Regions from separate parts of the Gossypium arboreum genome. Here region 1 is linked to region 2. The links are chromatin contacts, called in public Hi-C maps. All regions are on one chromosome and are shown on one strand. Each heading gives the region's core, a stretch centred on a gene start, on an enhancer-like site or on the middle of the called end of the contact. The rest is flanking DNA. Distances are from core to core; before and after follow the strand shown.

Region 1 (3,438 bases), core at 497-2,996, 50 kb before region 2:
AATCAAATAGGGAGACAAAAACAGAAGATTTGAATATAAACCAAAGACATATTTACATGTCTGCACCTCCATAACTAGCTTGTAGTTCTGCTAAGACATAACCTCATATCCCTAAAGAATCATCATATACAGAAATTGATACATGGTCTTGCAGAAACTTACTCAAGAACAATTGTAAAACCCTAACAAACACTATACCTAATGAGATAGATCAAAAGAGGCATAGATCCTAAACAAACAATCTACCTAAGGATAATTTGCCTCTTTTTTTGCAGGTCCTCTTCAAAGTTTTTCTTCCTTGGAATCATGAATGCATGTGACCTTGTCTAAACAATGTATGGCACCAAAGTTTTTTCTGATTATCAGAATCCCAAAGTCTGCTTTAATGATGTTATCATTTGCAATTCTTTTAAGGGGCTGCATGTGTGATGGGGAGGGGAGGGCGGACAGACAATATATTTGCAACAAAGAATGTTCTGATTCATATCCATGTTTTATACAATGAAAACATAATCTAGCAAGCCCAGCAAACTCTTTCCTTAATAGGAAGGTTTTCGCACAATACCTACGTGTGCTTTCCATATTAGCTTTCATCGCTTTCAATGCCATCTCAAGTGGGTAAAAAAAATTTAACTTTGGTTGTAAAATTATAGTAACCAAACATAGCTAGTGCTTAATTAACTAAGAAATCGAGGATAAAATTTATTGTAATGGTTTCTCGGATTTCACAAAATTTAAGGCAGGTATGGGATTCCCTTTATGCCACATATAGACAAGAAAAGCGCGCGCGAGCACTTATTTTTGAATTTGAAAGAAACACAAAAGTTCAAAGGATTTTCATCATTTACTACTGTATAGAATTTGCATTCAAATAAATTTAACATGCTAGTATTCAAAATCTAGCACAGCAAACCCGTTAATGATATCAGTCATTTAGCAAATTTGCAAACATACACATCAATATATCTACACCAAAAAAAAAAAAAAAAGAACAGAGAAATCAAAAACAGTTTCCCAAGTTCAAAACGGTAATGCCAGAAGCAAAATTAAATAAGTGAAAACATGCAAAAGAAGAAAACTTTAGAACAAGAGGTAAAAGCAGATCACAATGGAGAAAAAGAACTAACTTTAATAGCAGATATTTAAAAGATATCACACCAAAGATAAAATTCAAACCGCATGCGTAATGAAATCACATAAATCAAAGTCTAATAATTAAAAAAACGAGCGAAGTATAAAACGTAATTAAAGCCTGAAGAAAAACAGTAATTAGGGCATACGTCGAGGAGAGGAATGAGCTCATCAACTGATGAAGGTGGTTCAACGAGCATGTTCCCAGCCTCCATTAATTGTAACTCCAGCTCTTTATCTGATGCCGCCATAGCCTTCTTTTTTTTTTTAAGAACAAAAACAATTATGTACCTAAATATACAGAAACAGATCCTTTAAAAAAAATCTAAAACCTAAGGCCTCGATTTCACACCATTCTGGAAACCTAAAAGAAACTCACGCGAAATAACACCAAACTATAAAGATTAAAGAGAGAAAAAGTGCATACACTCGAGCGAAAGTTAGGGTTTTTTCGTGCGAAAAATAGAGAAAGTGATGAGTGAGTTTTTTTTTTTTTTTTTTGAAATACTGTTTTAAAAATTATATTAAAAATATGTTTTACTTTTTTTCTGTAGGTGTGTGTGGGCTTTAAAAGGAAAATACAGCAAAGCTTTGCTCGGATTACGCCGTGGTTATGAAATGGAGTTAAATTACGGGCTTTAAGTCCACCGTTGGATTCTTAGGATGTGGACCTATTTGTGTTTATTTGACGGCTCGATTTTGTTGTTACCTTATTAGCTTTCCATTTATTATACTGAATTTGAAATTACGTTTTTGTAAACAAAAAATTGTAATTTTCGAAAGATAAAGATAATTAGTTTTACAAATAAAACTCATTATTAAACTTCAAAATATTAAATAGCAGATAAAAATAAAATAAACATTCATGTAAAACTATATATACCTAATAGAATTAATTCCAAAATTAAATAAAATTCATTCCAAAATTAAACTAAATTAAAATATATAAAAAATTTATTGTAATTAATAACGGTTCTTAATCTAATTTTAATATTATAAAGATGATGATGTGTGTTAGAACCCATCCGAATAAGGATGTATGGTAAGTTAGAAGGCTGCTTGAGGAGTAAACCCATTAACAACCAATCGGAAGGACATTCATATGTTTCACCTATTGCAACCATTCTGACAAGTATGAATCGTCCGTTGTTCAGGCCATCGAATTTTCATTAGGAACATGATGTTGTTGGTCATCAAATATTACGTGGGTTCAATTTGTAACATCTCCTAATCTCGAACCGTCGTCGGAACAGAGTTACGAGGTATTACTGAACGTATCAGACAACTTATGAATAATTCACAAATAAAATAACATTCATAGCATAATTTAATTACTAAATCCCTATACCGAACTCTCAAAGTTTAAAACATACATTTAAGTGAAACGACATTCGTTTAAATATTCCAAATTTTTATTTTTATTTTTACTTTTTTATTTTTTTATTTATTTTTTTTTGAAATGAATAAACTTTTTCATTATAATTCTTAAACTTACAATACTAATATTTTAAACCATTTATATTCAAAACATAATAACCTTTATACACATCCTAAGTACATGTCACATTACCAAAAGAAAATATACATCACCAAAAGTTTGTTTGAAGTCGGTCCGGCTTTGGATCTTTGGTTCATTTTGACTTCTACAACTGCATGACGGAAACAACCGTACGCTAAGTATGCATATACTCAGTGGTATCACTATAATTCAGTTTATAATTAAATACATTAAATCACACACATACTTTTACATTACAATTATCATCACTTAATGAACAATTCAATCTTTCATGTTATCATTCAATTATATATATATATATATATATATATATATATATACCATTCTTATTTCTTTATTTCAATTCTCAACTTTCACATGGGACATATCATTCAAATTTAGTTTTATCAGTAGATTTATTTCATTTATCCCTATTAACTTGACTCGAACTCGGCGGATACACGGATTCCAACCAACACACCAATACGGCACAATGTGCCTTAACGGTACACAATATCTAATAAGTAATCGATAATTGTAGCAAAGAAGAAGAATAAGATAACAATAACGATATTCAACACACAAAGTCTTTGAATCATAATGATATGATAACGATTCGACACACAAAGTGTCGAATCGATAACATAACGATAACAATATTCGACACATAAGTGCTCGATCGATGTTTGCAAAAACCCGTACTCTTCCATATCCTATGGCATGCCAACTATATCCGACTAGCCCGACTAGTTAATAGGGTATTTAAATCATTTTTCAATATAATTTCCATTTCGATTCAATATTAATTA
Region 2 (3,512 bases), core at 869-3,368:
TCAACTTTAGATTGTTGTTTTTTACCCAATTTAAACATGATGTTGTTAATGTTGAAAAAAAAAAGAAAAACTAAATCTGTGTAAGTCTTCTTCATTAGACCTAGCCCGACCCAAAATATGGGAGTATTTGAATAAAATATAGACTTGAACAATGAGTTTGGACAAAAAAATAAGGCCCATTTAAAAAATGAGTCGGGCCTTACATAAGACATTTTTGGCCTGGGCCGAACCCGGCCTGAATTCATTGAAGGACAAAAAAAATTTACTATTTTTTTTAATGCTATTTTCTCCCTATTTTGCTACCATTTTATTATTATGTTGCTTATTATTGTTTTGATATTATATAAAACTTATTTTATTGTTAATTTTGTTATTATTTTAGATGCATTTGTTAATTTTATTATTATTTTAAAGACATTTGCTCGTTAAGTTGTATTTGTCTTTGTGTTATTTAAGTATACATATTGTTTAAAATTTATTTTCAATTTATTAGAAAATATTTATTTTGATATTTTAGTATTTTTAATGTATTATATATATTTAAAAATTATATAAAAATAATATAAAAAATTAATACGGACAGGCCTAATCAGGTTTAGGTTTCAACATTTTTATCCATACCGAGCTTGAACAAAATTTTTAATTGAGCCCAGCTCGGAGCCGAGGCCCGTTTAAAAAGTTGTGATTTTGTTTTACATTTCATTCCCCCTTTTTGTTTCTAAGAAGAAAAAGAAAACCTAAGCTTTCTCAAGGTCGTGGTCAGGTCACCACTGTGCCAACGTCTTCTCTGGCGAAGCAGCACACTAAAACATGCCATTTTCTTCATTCGGATTAGACTTGTGAAGAAAGCCTCATATGTCATGAAATCGAAATCGAAATCCCCAACTATCGTAGATTTGATCTATGTGGTCGACCAATAGATAAAATTGGAAAATCTGACAACTGTTTCTCCTCACCCTGATTTCGGTTCTCACTGTTGAAATTTCAAAATGAAGCCTCAATGCTGATAGAATCAGAAAGGGCAGAAATGAAAAGCTTGGACTGTTGGAGTTCCAAATTGATTGTTTTTCAAGGTTTGAGTATAAAAATTTTGAAATTTTAAACGAGTACGGTAGTTTTAGGACCTTCATGTTTTTTTTCCTTGGGATCTAGCATCAACCATTTTTTCTTTTATAAAGAGAGAATGAAACCAACAAATGAAACATGAAAACGGTAAGGGTAAAATTTGCAACCAAAGCTTAAGTGAAATTCAAAACTTTGATTGTGTGTGTAATATTAAAAATGAGAAAGGATTGTATGAAACATCTGTATCCATTTCTAATAATTTTATGTCATATCAGATTTTATCTTAAATTTTAAGATTTTATCCTTAAAAAAATCAAATCTAAATTAAAAATTAAAATACTAAAATTTAAGATAAAATCTTAAAATACAAGATAAGAATACTAATGTGACATAAAACTATTAGAAATGAATACGATGACATAACATTATCTTGTTTCATACAATCTTTTCTCTATTAAAATACCAAAATTGTGCAAGTTAGACAGCTAGCTATAGAAATTTAGAATTGAGTCATTTAAAATTTTATTACAAATATTAGTATGGATCCAATAGAAATGATTGGTATTGCATTAAAAATTTTAGTACCCATTAGATATTTGATTTTGTTAAATCGCCTCTTATTTTAGAGCCCACAACAGAACTACCACGCGAAAACAAAACAACCTCCTCTTCACCTATTCACTTAATTATATTTTTTCTCTCTTCTTTAATTTAAAGAAAATGAATAAGTTTGTAATTATAATAATTGCCCAGATTATAAAAACAAATTACATAAAAGTTAAAATATAAAAATTAACCAACTAAAACTACAATTGAATATATTTTCGGTTAAATATAATTAACGATAATGTTGTTTTGGTAGAGCATATCTGTCAAATCCATATAGATTAGAAATAAAAATTCAAATATGAATAGTAAAGTTCGGCTCAAGTAGGATTAAGGTAGCGTACAAAAATGCCTTGAACGAGGGAACGTGCAAAGGACAACTGATGTTGGAATTGGATACCAAAGACAAGGAGGGACGTCACGGCAGTCTCATCAGTGCCCTCCAGCTCCCCTCATCAAAAAAGCTTACTCCAATTTAAGGAAGAGCTCAGGCCCCACTGCACTACTAGGGATAACTCAAACTGTCTATTATCTTTCCATGCCTTGATTGATTGTGTAAGTTCTTAGGTTGGAAAGGTGATGGGAAACAGACATTTCCTCGATAAAATTCAATAATTATACGGTAGGATGGGAAGGAACACATACATTGCAAAGAATGGAAAAGTAAATAAACAAATAAAAAGTACTTGCCTGCCTTGCTTTACATGCTGTCTTCTTTCGCTTCAATCCGCCCAGTTTTAGCATCGGCAAATGTCACTGCTGCATTTTTTTTTCGGGGTGTCGAGACTCAAATGTCGTGAATTAGACGAGTAATTCTGATCTTAGACCTAAAACCTGATTCTATTAATTTAACTCAAATTCAACCAAATTTGGCTTGATAAAACTCATACCGACTCAAACTCAAACCAACTCAACTTGATTTGGCTATATAAAATTGACAAACCCCAAACCCAAATCGACTTGCTTTAAAATGACCTAAACACAAAACTAACTCGAATATGAAATAATTCAAACCTAAAATCACTAGAACCCAAATCAGTCATCCAAATTAAAATCAGAAATCATAATAACCCAAAACTATTTTGAACCCGAAAAGACTTCAAAATGATCCAAAATTTTAAAAATGAAATATACATGAATATATATATATATATATATGAGAAACTATAAGGTTTTTTTATATATAAATAAAGTGGAATGCTATGAAAAAGCGTTCGAGTACCCCTGATTCATCACAATATCTTTGTTTTGACTTTGAAATGTGGAAAGGAACTCAAATCAAGTATAACATTATTTAACCTAGAACTGCTTGTATATGTACGAATGATAAACATCTCCTAAAGGCAGCGCTAATCATTTGCAACCATAACATCTAATGGAGAACTGCTCTCCAATTTCTTAATGCATAACTTATCTTGGGGGGGAAGGTCCTTCACCGACGGCAAGGACTCCACATCAACAATGATCGAGTCTTCCTCCTTGAAATCTCCTCTCATCACTCCCATTGCAACTTCGTTCTCCACTAATTGTTGTATCACCCTCTTAACTGGCCTTGCTCCAAAGTTAGGGTCAAATCCCAGTGTCCCCAGAAGTTCAACAGCTTCCTTTGTGTAGCGCAGATAGATTTTCTTCTGTCGCAGTCTATCTTTTAACCGCACCATCTGGAAACAAGGGAGATAATAAACCTCTTTAATCCTTAACTGTATCTACCTTGAGTAAATAACATACAATAACAGTATAACCAATTCATTGATATTAACTTCCCTCCTCTTCGAGAATTTTTCTAGCAAGTGCTTTTGGGGCAAGCTCTGATTGATATGCACGTAAAGTCGGTTCAGTTA

What was found. Hi-C and Micro-C count contacts between places; a contact is called where the count stands out from the background.
Region 1: a Hi-C map of leaf shows a contact between it and region 2, with 3 times the contacts expected there. The contact joins the promoter of LOC108485279 here to the enhancer-like site in region 2. A contact is called at or near these places in 2 of 5 Hi-C or Micro-C datasets (both in leaf).

Annotation. Positions count from the first base shown.
Region 1 is chr6:99,738,693-99,742,130 of ASM2569848v2, reverse strand. It overlaps LOC108485279 (sister chromatid cohesion protein PDS5 homolog C-like), which reads right to left and starts at 1,746. Exons shown (of 15, transcript XM_053029546.1): 1 at 1,559-1,746; 2 at 1,281-1,422. The coding sequence starts at 1,382.
Region 2 is chr6:99,688,712-99,692,223 of ASM2569848v2, reverse strand. It overlaps LOC108486579 (chaperone protein ClpB3, mitochondrial), which reads right to left. Exons shown (of 10, transcript XM_017790702.2): 10 at 1,934-3,332. The coding sequence ends at 3,021. Among protein-coding and RNA genes, the nearest start is that of LOC108484241, 3.6 kb to the left of the region's middle. Within about 2 kb of position 2,118, at least 2 of the 2 cell types and tissues checked have an H3K27ac peak or open chromatin away from gene starts, as enhancers often do. A contact at or near this core is called in leaf, where this site is marked.